Regions from separate parts of the Rattus norvegicus genome. Here all the other regions are linked to region 2. A link is a contact called in public Hi-C data. All regions are on one chromosome and are shown on one strand. Each heading gives the region's core, a stretch centred on a gene start, on an enhancer-like site or on the middle of the called end of the contact. The rest is flanking DNA. Distances are from core to core; before and after follow the strand shown.

Evidence for each region. Hi-C and Micro-C count contacts between places; a contact is called where the count stands out from the background.
Region 1: a contact with region 2 is called in a Hi-C map of frontal cortex, with 4 times the contacts expected there. The contact joins the enhancer-like site here to the promoter of Nampt in region 2. A contact is called at or near these places in 12 of 12 Hi-C or Micro-C datasets (the A7r5 cell line, the Rat2 cell line, Schwann cells and 7 more).
Region 3: a Hi-C map of psoas muscle shows a contact between it and region 2, with 3 times the contacts expected there. The contact joins the enhancer-like site here to the promoter of Nampt in region 2. A contact is called at or near these places in 2 of 12 Hi-C or Micro-C datasets (liver and psoas muscle).

What each region holds. Positions count from the first base shown.
Region 1 is chr6:54,953,695-54,957,142 of GRCr8, forward strand. No RefSeq gene overlaps it. Among named protein-coding and RNA genes, the nearest start is that of Nampt, 200 kb to the right of the region's middle. Within about 2 kb of position 1,492, at least 12 of the 93 cell types and tissues checked have an H3K27ac peak or open chromatin away from gene starts, as enhancers often do.
Region 2 is chr6:55,151,506-55,155,019 of GRCr8, forward strand. It overlaps Nampt (nicotinamide phosphoribosyltransferase), which reads left to right and starts at 1,251. Exons shown (of 11, transcript NM_177928.3): 1 at 1,251-1,334. The coding sequence starts at 1,278.
Region 3 is chr6:54,999,934-55,003,274 of GRCr8, forward strand. No RefSeq gene overlaps it. Among named protein-coding and RNA genes, the nearest start is that of Nampt, 150 kb to the right of the region's middle. Within about 2 kb of position 1,323, at least 4 of the 93 cell types and tissues checked have an H3K27ac peak or open chromatin away from gene starts, as enhancers often do.

The DNA.
Region 1 (3,448 bases), core at 242-2,741, 200 kb before region 2:
CAATTGGGTCTATTTTGTCAACAGTTGGCAATGTGGGCCAAATTTAATTGAAGATGGAAGTGAGGCTGTACTTGTTAGATTTTTTTAAAGGGCTGGTAAGGCCATTTAATTTAATCTACCCTTCTCAGAACTTCGTGCACAGAGAGCAATTTTTCAGCTTCAAGTGTTTTCCTTTCTGCTCATGGGGTTGGGTAAAAAGTCAACCTTCTGTTCTTTCCTTGTGTTTTTGTTTAACTCAGGGAACATTTGGTGCCTGCAGAACCTAAAGCATTTGCAAGAGCTGGGGCAGGATCACAAATTAGCTTCAAATAAGGACAAATGCCCACTCAGCATGGAGAGGCACTCTTGAATCCTGTGGCTCCCTGGTTGTCTTTTTGTCCATGGTTTCAGCTTGGCAGGGTGCCTGGGGGTCAAGAGGGACTTTCAGGAAGCTCTATTCATTTTTGTTTTCAGTTCAACAGCACACAAGCTAATTTTGAAGAAAGAAAGAAATTGATCTAGAAGGCTATAGGAAGACATCACTGAGAAGAAATGGCAATAGAGTTAATAGGGACAAGAGAAGAAAACAAAGGATGGTGTCAATTGACACAATTAAATACAAAAGCCACCAAACTCCAATAAATACCACAAAGCCTTAGCAGGTCTTTTGCTTCTGCAGAGAGCAGGCTTCTCTGCTCCCTGATGTGACTTGAATCTTGTGCTGTCTCAGTAGCCTAGGGAAAATGTACTTCTTTACCTAGATTCACAATGGTTTTCAACACGCATGACAGTTTTGACTAACAGGCAGACTGCATGGCCTGGAATGCCATACAGAGATAGTTTAAGGCCCAGTTTGGGTGTCGCAGGCAAAAATGTTGAAAGCAGAGTGAAGCCTGCTGTGGCTATGGGGTGATCTCGCCCTGCCTTGACTGTAATCCCGCATTTCTGATGCATCCGATAGTTCTCAAGCATAGCACCCTCTTGTTTCCAATTCTTCCTAACCACCTTCATAACATATCTTTTTGGAAGATCTAGGGAGGGATTCTGTGAGCCAGGGCCATGACTTTTCCTAAAGTCCCACTATTGGTTTATTTTCCTAGATTCTCCCCATCCTTGTAGCTGGCTCTTCCTACAGACCCTAAGCAAATAGATCCCTCTCTCCCTGACGCCCAGGAATCAGACAGGTAGGCTGCAAGCACCAATCCTGTGACATAGAACCTCTCCCACTTCCCCTAAAATATATAAGGAGGGACCCTCGCTCCGCCATGTGGGCATTGCTATCTCTCCCATAAAATGCTAACCCCAAAAAGATAACTGACCTTAGTGTTGCCCTTGAACCGCAAACCCAAAAACATGTAGCCTTCGGTGGCTACTTCATTAAGAGAATGTGTGTATTCTACAATAAACTTTACTTCTCAGTCAAGAACATCTGAAGTCCTTTCGGGATGCTGAGGTTTTCCCCTCCTCCAGCAGGGTGATATGACTCTGATTGGGTCTCAGGTTGATCTCAGAGTGGGGGTCAGAGTTGAGGTTCTTAGGCTTCTGGAAAAGGGGAGGCAGCTGAGCAACCAGGATGCTTAGGCTTCAGAAAATGTTCCAGAATTCCCCAAAAGGAAGATCCAGAAAACGCCACGTTCTCTTTGATTCTGTGACCTCAGCTCTCTCTATGACGATATTGATCCTGGACAAGTCCAGTGTGGTGAGAGACATCAGGCAGGCCCTCAGCGGCTTAATAAGGACCCAGGTCCTGCTCTTGAAGGAAGGTGCAGTAAAACTGGGTTCCTAGCTTGGTTCTGTTTCCAGAAGAAAGAGAAACAAAATGCATGAAGTGAAAGTCAGAAGCATACCGGAAAGAGAAAGGTTGTAACCACTTGAGAATGGGCAGAGGTTCCTGTTCAGCTGTTCCTTGAGGGTGGCAGAATTAGTTCCACTTCCCCTTGCTGGGGAGAACTGAGCCTCTAACACAGCCTATGCCTGGAGGAAATAGATCACATGACGCTGGGCCAATGGGTTAGAGCGAAAAGGGCAAGCCAACAGCTGCGTCTCACCTTACCTTAGGAGGCAGTGTAGCCTCAGACACAGACAGTGGGGGGGTGTTTCCTGCATAAATGATTCTCAGCTCTAGGTAGAGTGGATAACGTTGTAAGGTAAATGGTAAGTGCTATGCCCGTCTCAAGCGTAATGTTTAACTCTGAATACTCCCTCCTGGCTTTCCACCCTCTGATCACTTTCATTTCTGATTATTTGTGCCAACTACATCGCTGGCATGACCCAGGACCATTATAGCATGAGAATATCTCCATAAGCTCATGCATTTGAACAGCTGGTCTTCAGCTGGTGTCATGGTTTTCTTGGGGGTATGGAACTGTTAGGAGGGAGGATTCATCCTGTCCTGACATCACTAGGAAATACATCACTAGGGGTGAGTTTTGAGGGTTCACCAGCTTCCTATCCCATCTCTCTGTGTACGGATAAAAGGTGATCTCTCTGCTTCTTGCCTTCCCCACCACTATAGACTCTAACCTCATGGAACCACATCCGACTAAGCCCTGTTTTCCCCAACTTGCTCTCATCAGGGTATTTTAACACAGCAACAGAAAAGTAACAAATGAAAAGACCCAACTCCAGTATCTGCTATCCCAGTTAGCCTGGCAGACACATCAGTGCCCTAGTTTGTCTCAATTACAGTCACTTTAATTTCCATATTATTGTATAATACAGACATCCTTTGGTAGCCTCAGAGAATTAGTTTCCCTCCATCGTATGCAGAGATATGCAAATCCTCAAGTATCAAGCCCCTTATATATAAAATGATATATTAGTAATATTCTCCTGTCACCTAGACCTATATACCCATATACTTTAACTCATATCTAGATTAGTATTAATACCTGACACAAGAGAAATGTTACGGGAATGGTTTTATGGGTTTTTAAAGGGATTAATGTCAAGAAAAATCTATGTCATGTTCAACAGATGCAATTCTCGTCTGCAAGTGTGACTCTCATAGACACAAAAGGACAGCTGTGGTGACTCTCCTCCTGATTTTGCCCATGTCAACTGGATGCCATTTTGTGTGAAAGAATAGGTTAAAATCACGTCCCGCGTTCAGAATTGGCATGCTGTTAACTCCAGAAGCAGCTAGGTGGACTCGATTACCTTCACAGTTCCTCCCAGCTCTCCCATCCTTTCAGAGATTGTGGAAAGGAGTACAAACAAAAATAACAAGTAATCATAAAACCTGAAAGAGAAGGAAGCCAGAATTCCAAACGAGTAAGAAAAGTAAAAGAAGCCTGCAGTGTTCCGAGGGCCCTGCATCTCTTTCATCCGTTAAAAAGCAACTGGGGTTTGTTGCTCCCCTCAGCTAAGTCTGTCCTGCTGCACTAAACAGCTGCCCACCCAGAAAGAAGCTTACATACCACTTTATTCAGATATAGAGTAATTCAAATATGGCCGTCTGGGAGGAGAG
Region 2 (3,514 bases), core at 1-2,500:
CAGACAACGAAGGGACACGACCAAGCTGAATATAATATTGTTGGGAAGTAAAAGGCAAAAAGAGACTGCTAATTTGATGCAGTTTGTGCCAGTTTAATAATACTAACTACTTTTATTCTATAAAAACAAAACCACAAAACCTAAATCTTAGAATTCTTAAATGCTATTAAACATGCAAAGGGAATTTTAGTTTTATGCCCCCCCCAAAAAAATTGCAACTATGTATGTGAAAATGAAACAAGAGGACTGGCTCATGAAAGTTGGATGACGTCATCAGACGTCATTTCGCTTATTTGGAAGGTTGCTAGCTCTTTCCCCAGGATTTAATGATTTAAAGGAAAAAACAGATCCTCTGTCTAAGACTTGGCTGGATGCCTTTTACTTCCCAACAATACTGGATTCAATTGGTCTTGTCCTTTCATTGTCGGAGAGGGTTGAATTTAACCTTCCCCTCAAGGTGCAAAGGACTGTTAAGACTTTCTCCAGGAAAAGTCAGTCTTCAAAGGATCAAAGAGCTCAGCTACAGACAGAGCAGGGAGGAAAGCAAGGCCGTGCACCAGGGGAACTCAGACTTCAAGCAGCTCCTCTTATTTCAAAAGAAAATCTAGAGGATCAGGATCGACAAGACGGATGGTGACCAAAGGATCCATCCACGGTCCAAACGAAAGACAAAGGTAATTCAGCGCGTGCGGGAACTAAGAGTGGGTGGCTCCTTGGCCTTAGCTAGGTGGCGTGACTCCAACAAGACTCTCAGGACGAGCAGGGACTGGGTAGGACAAGAGGAAGGTCCGGGCTGGGGCGGGCAAAGAGGTTCACGACAGGAGGGGCGAGGCTGGGAACGCCCAAGCCACGCCCCTATATCAAACCACGCCCCTCAGAGGCAGGCGCCCAGGTCACGCGCTGGGGTGACTGTCGGCTTTAGGCCTGGGGCGGGCGCCGCCGAGGCAGAGCGCGTGCCTCACGTCCTCCTCGGCAACCCCCCGCCCCTGCGTTGCGCACGCGCAGCCGTGCCCCGCCCCTTATCCCCGGGATGGGCGGGGCGCGGAGCCGCCGGGAAAGCCGCCGGAGCGCGCTGGGTCGTGTAGCGCGCTTTCCTCCGCCGCCGCGTCACGGACCTGCCCGCCCTCCCGGCCCCTCCCCGTGCTCGGTTCCCTGCTCTCCCGCCCCCCTGCGAGCGAGCGGTGACTTAAGCAACGGAGCGCAGCGAAGCCCATTTTTCTCCTTGCTCGCAGCCGCGCCGGGCAGCTCGTGGCGCGGCGCCTCCGCTCTGGCCCGAGATGAATGCTGCGGCAGAAGCCGAGTTCAACATCCTGCTGGCCACCGACTCGTACAAGGTGGAGTTGGGATGGGGGTCTCAGGGCCGGGAGCAGCGGGAGCTAGGGCGGCGGGATAGGGCAGGTGGAGAAGCCGCAACGCGGCGGCTGAAGGATGGAGGCGCGGGCCGGAGGCGGGGCCTGCGCCGCGGCGGGGGCGCGGCCGGAGGCTCGGCGGGATGGGTGCACGCTGCAGCTACGGTCGCCGCCGGCGGCCCTGGCTCCCGGACAGGATGAACTGGATGAGATCACGGGACGATCGGGTTCGTTAGGTAACGGCCCCTGGGTCGGCAGGTATGGTCCTGCCCAGGGGAGCTCGGGGAGAGGTCCTGGCTGTGTGCCCCTCACCCAGCTAGTGGTCCCAGCGCGGAGGATAAACCTGGCCCCAGGAGCCGTGTCTGATTCAGCCGTCCCACGCTGGGTCTGCATTTCAAACTCCCTTGCACCTAGGGATCATTCACGTGCCTGGCCCCTGGTTGCCCAGGCTAGTGTGCTCTGGCTATGTGATTTCTGTGAAAAGGAAAGTGAAACACCAAGAGGTTAAGGAACTGGAGTTCTGACCCCCCCCCCCCCCGCCCCGAGAGAACTTGTAGGGAGAGTGAAATGGCACGTTGCTTTAAGGTGCCTATTGATTTGACTCTTGCATTAATTGAAGTGCACCTAAGCAAAGAGAGGCGTGATAAAGAAAGCATTGCCCCCCAACTACGAGAAATGAACCGCACTGATCTTGAGCTAAGTTTGTTAGCCAAGACGCTCAAAAGGTAAAATGTCAGACTAGGTACCCTCACTAGAACAGATTAAATTTTAGTTTTCAAGTTTAGCGTTTACTTGAACATCGTGGTGGTTTTGAGTGTAGCGATTTAGGCGTAGTACTCTCTCTCGTGCTTTTGTTTTGGTTCTTTGCTTTTTACTTTTTTAACCCTGTAGTCTGAATGTTTGAGTCTCATTTTGCTTACATACTAGTTTGCCCATTTTTTTTAAACTATTGTAAGTAGGTGAGCTTTCATTTTAAAAGACCCAAATTTATCAACAGGTGGTTTTTCACATGGAATTTTATTTTATTTCATTTCAGTGATTTCGAGGCAGAGTGTCTGTGTAGCCTTGGCTGTCCTAGAACTTGCTTTGTAGACCAAGCTGACCCTGAACTCAGAGATCTGCCTGCCTCTGCCTCCCGAGTCCTGAAATTTTAGGCATATGCCCCCCACATTCCTACTTCAGACGGGATTTTAAAGTGGAAATCACCTTTGCAAGATGATTATCACTTCCGTTGTGGTACTGGAGACTCTAAAATCCCTGCTTGATTTAGTTCAGTTGAGTTGCTTTGTATCCTTGGTGATGTTAGAAAAGTCTCTCGTTCATAGTTTTGTAAAATATAAGTAAACATCCCCAAGTAATTTCCAGCTATTTTACTGAGTTATGAATATAAACGGGAAATATAAACAGATGTAAAAGGCCAGGCTTAGGAGACAACATCTTTGTTTTAATCCCAACACTCAGAAACCAGAGAGGCCAGCTTTTGTGAGGTCCAGGCTAGCATGCTCTACGAAGCAGATAGCAGGCAGCTGGAACTGCTTGGTTTATCCAGAAAGAAAGCAGTCGCTCCTCTGGCCCTTGTGAATGCTGAATGTGAAGATGCTGGAGCAGTGGATGTGCTGGTGTTCTGGAGATGGCTTCTAGTTAATAAGTAATCTTAAAGCTTTCTAGTGTCCTGGCAAGTCATGCTTATTTGCATGAATTTAATTTGCATATAATAGATTTTATTCCTGACCCGTCTCATCTAGCTAATGTAAAGTATTTGTCCCTTACTTTTTGTCTTTTTTAAGCCTAGGTAGAGAGGTAGCAAGAATGCTAAACACGAGAGTACAGTGATGAAAATTCTTTCATTTGGCAATTACACGTTCTTGCCAGTTCTCAAAAATTCATGGCTGTTTAGAAGAGAACGGGTGGATGGTGAAGAGATCTCTTCCCAAATTAAAAGGGAAAATTGTTTCCTAAACTACACAGAGTAGATAAGGTGGTGGCCAAGCATATAGCAACATGTGGGATACATTTTCACAGTGTCCTTAAGAAAGGGCAGGACACTCGGGGCTAGTGGAGGAGCATTTGAAACACTTCCACTTCTGGGATCTCGTATTTCATTATGTGTAGTAAGGAGCTGAGAACGCAGGCAGATGAAGCTCTTCAGTTTCATCTTGAGTTCA
Region 3 (3,341 bases), core at 73-2,572, 150 kb before region 2:
CTGTGACTAATAATATGGGTTCTGCTAATTTCTTTTCATAGGACATAAAAATAGATAATTTCTCACAATCTCACCAAGAGATTTTTGTTGTTATGCCTCTTACATTTTATCCATTTAATAGATGAAAAATGATATGGCCATTTCTTACAAGGAGTTTGGGTGGATTTTCATATGTCTATCAGTGTATTTGCATCTAATGTTCTCTTTTAATTCAATTTATTGTTTGGCACTTTTATATATTTAATGCATTCTGATAATCTCGTCCTTCTCCATCTCTCTTATCTCTATCCTACTCATGTAAGGCAGCCTACAAGTCCCCAAACCCCACTACTTACCTATCTTTTTGTTTGATTTTGCTTTTGGTTTGACAACCTTCTGAGCTTAATGAGGGCCTCCATTTGAACATGGTGTGGAGTTATTCACTGGTGTATGGGGGACTAAGCAGAGGCTACAGCACTAAAACAAACATGACTCTTCTTTCCTCAGCATCCATCAATAGCAAACAGTTCCCACAAGGAGCCCTCTCCCACCCATGACCGAGTATTGACAGATCCAGTCTTGTGCAGGCCCAGGCCCAGCCTTCCTCCCCATTATCTGGTTCCCACATCCTTTCTACATCCTGTTCTATGGTGCTTCCTGTGTCCTGAGGCAGATGATATAGATGTCCCCTGTTTAAGGATGAATATAAAATAGTTTCATATTCTCAGCCATAAGTCTCTGAAGTCTGTTTTTCTGAACCCACTTTTCCAATGAAGATTTTGATCCCTTGATACTGAATGTTTTAGCAAATATTAAACACTAGAAATACAAGTCATTTTCACATGATATGTTTGATAAATTCTCATATATTTAAAACACTTATATATTCATATTTAATTCACTTTTATCTATAGAAAGTCCCTTATTTTAAAAATTAAATGTACAAAAATATGTTTTGTGAGAACAAAAAGGAAAAGAAAATGTTCCATAGGCTGCAGAGAGAACAAGAGAAACTATTTCAATTCTTAGCAGCCCCTCTTTTGACCTTTCTAATTTGCTACCTGCCCTTTCTCTTAGGAATCCTTACCAAGTGGCCAGTGAAAGCAGTTGAAAGTCATCCTGGCCTCCTGCTTTGTCCTTGTATCTTTGGCACATGTGCCTGTGCTGGGTCACTGGGTCCAGGAAATAAATGGAGAGTTACATGCACTACTAATTTTCTCTCCATGTGGCCTCCCCGTGATCCAGCAAAAATTGGAAGAATGATGCACCCAGAGGCATGACCAGTCTTCCCTTCTAAATATAAATGCAGAGACACTAAAAATAAGCAGTGTTAAAGGTGAGTTTCATTGGTTCCTGAAACACCAGTAGACCAGGGGTAGAAACAGATCTTACAAAGAGCTGGGCAGGAACAGGTGGCTGACTGCCTCTAACTGAGCTTTTACAAAGTGCAGAGAAACAGTCTAGGGACTGCTGAATATTTGACATGTATTTATTTTCAGAATTTGAGCTCAGGGAGGATAGTATGGAGCCAAGTCTCTCATTGTCTAATATATGCACACTGAGGAGCATAAGTTTTAGTGATGATGAGGGCTTGAATATAAGTAATCAATCTCCCAACTGCTGGGGACTTGGTGATACGTCTGAAGCTGAGTGTAGTACCCATCAACAGCACTGGAAACTAAGGCAAAAGCAGTAGTTCAAGGACAGACTAAGTTCAATATGAGAGTGTGTGCAAGGCATTTAACAGTTCAGACTTCACAAACAGGAAAGGTCTGTGCTCAGTCCACAGGCCTACTATATGTTTGGACAAATAAATGAAAAATTATTTCCCTGTTCCTAAGGTGAAGGCTGGTGGTAATGGTGTAGGAATTCAGGTGGGAGCATAAGGAACAGCAGCAAGCTCTTAAGCAGAGTCTCAGAGGTAGATGGAACCAGGAGTACAGCCAATGGGTTGAGACTTAAGCCAGAATCTGTCAACACCTAACTTCATAAGCTGCATCAGGTGTCAATGCCAACAGATAGTCAAGCTCAGGCTGTATACAAACAAGCCTGGAGTGTCTGGATTTAAAAAGTCCACAGCTGACAGAGAAGAAAGCATGCCTAATTCAGGCCACAGCAGATCCTGGAGAAGCCAAGTGATGTAACCAGTTACCAGGCAGAGGTAATGATATCATCCAATGCAAAGAGCAGAGCCATAATAAATATCTGGCCTTAATATTAAGAACCTTCCTCAGTCACTTCCTCCCTCTCCATCTTCCAGAAAAGTACATCTGACTTACCCAACTGCAGGCTTTCTCTGAATAGGCAACATGCTCTTTCTCTTATGATTTCCTTTGTATTGTTCGTGTCACTTTTAGTACCACTAATTCTCTCGTTATTTAAAAACAAAGCTTTGACTTGTTTAACAATTAAGATCTTTTTTATTTTTAAGCTGACAAATTCAGTGGTTTCCGTTTATGTCCCAGGGATTGTGTTAGCTGTTGTAGAAACAGTATTCAAATATCTATGAACAAAACAGACAAGGTCTCTGCTCTTATAGGAGATTAGACAGAAAGCAAGTAGCGTTAAATACTTATTTTCACACTGGGCTGAGTGCTCAGAAGGAAATGATGGAAACATTAGAGAGAATAGCAGAAGAGCCTAGACTATACCAAGGATGTTAGGGAATGTGTCTCTGCTATCTGTCCTGGGAGATGCTTCCTGGGTAACTTACAGGTCTGGCCAATGGAACCAATCACTTCCCTGTGTGCTTCAAAGACAGACCTTCCAGGTTTGAGTTGATATTAGTCTTTCAGAATCCATTGTTTACATACCCAGGCTTCTGTTCATAGAGAGACTATTGGATCCTTCAGGTCAAGCAAGACAAGGAAAATGCACATGAAATCTGGGGTCAGACCATCTGACCATGAGTCCCAGGACTGTATTTCAAGCCTAGTATGTTTAGCAAGTAATCTCATCTCATGGGTTTGGTTTGGGTTCTTTGAAAGTGAAGTCTAAGGAATGAAGGCTGTGTATAAGTTATTCATATGGGAAGACCTCCCCAGTAGTAGGAGTAGAAAGGAGAACTGAAATGGGGCAGTAGAGCCATGCAAAGAGTCACTAGTGAGCAGTCTATCACTACAGGCAACAGATTATTGGATCTTGAAGGAAGCCTACCAAAAGGATCTCAGATGACCATGGAAAGCATTATGTGTTGGCCCATTTCTAAATCATGTGATATGTAAGTTTCAGTGGATACTGTAAGTTCTCATACAATATACGATAGACAACCCAGGACAGGGTTGTCCTGTGGACCAGAGCCAGGTACATCCAACTGTCCCTGAATGAAGCTCAGCAAACTGCATGGAACAATGTGGTGATAC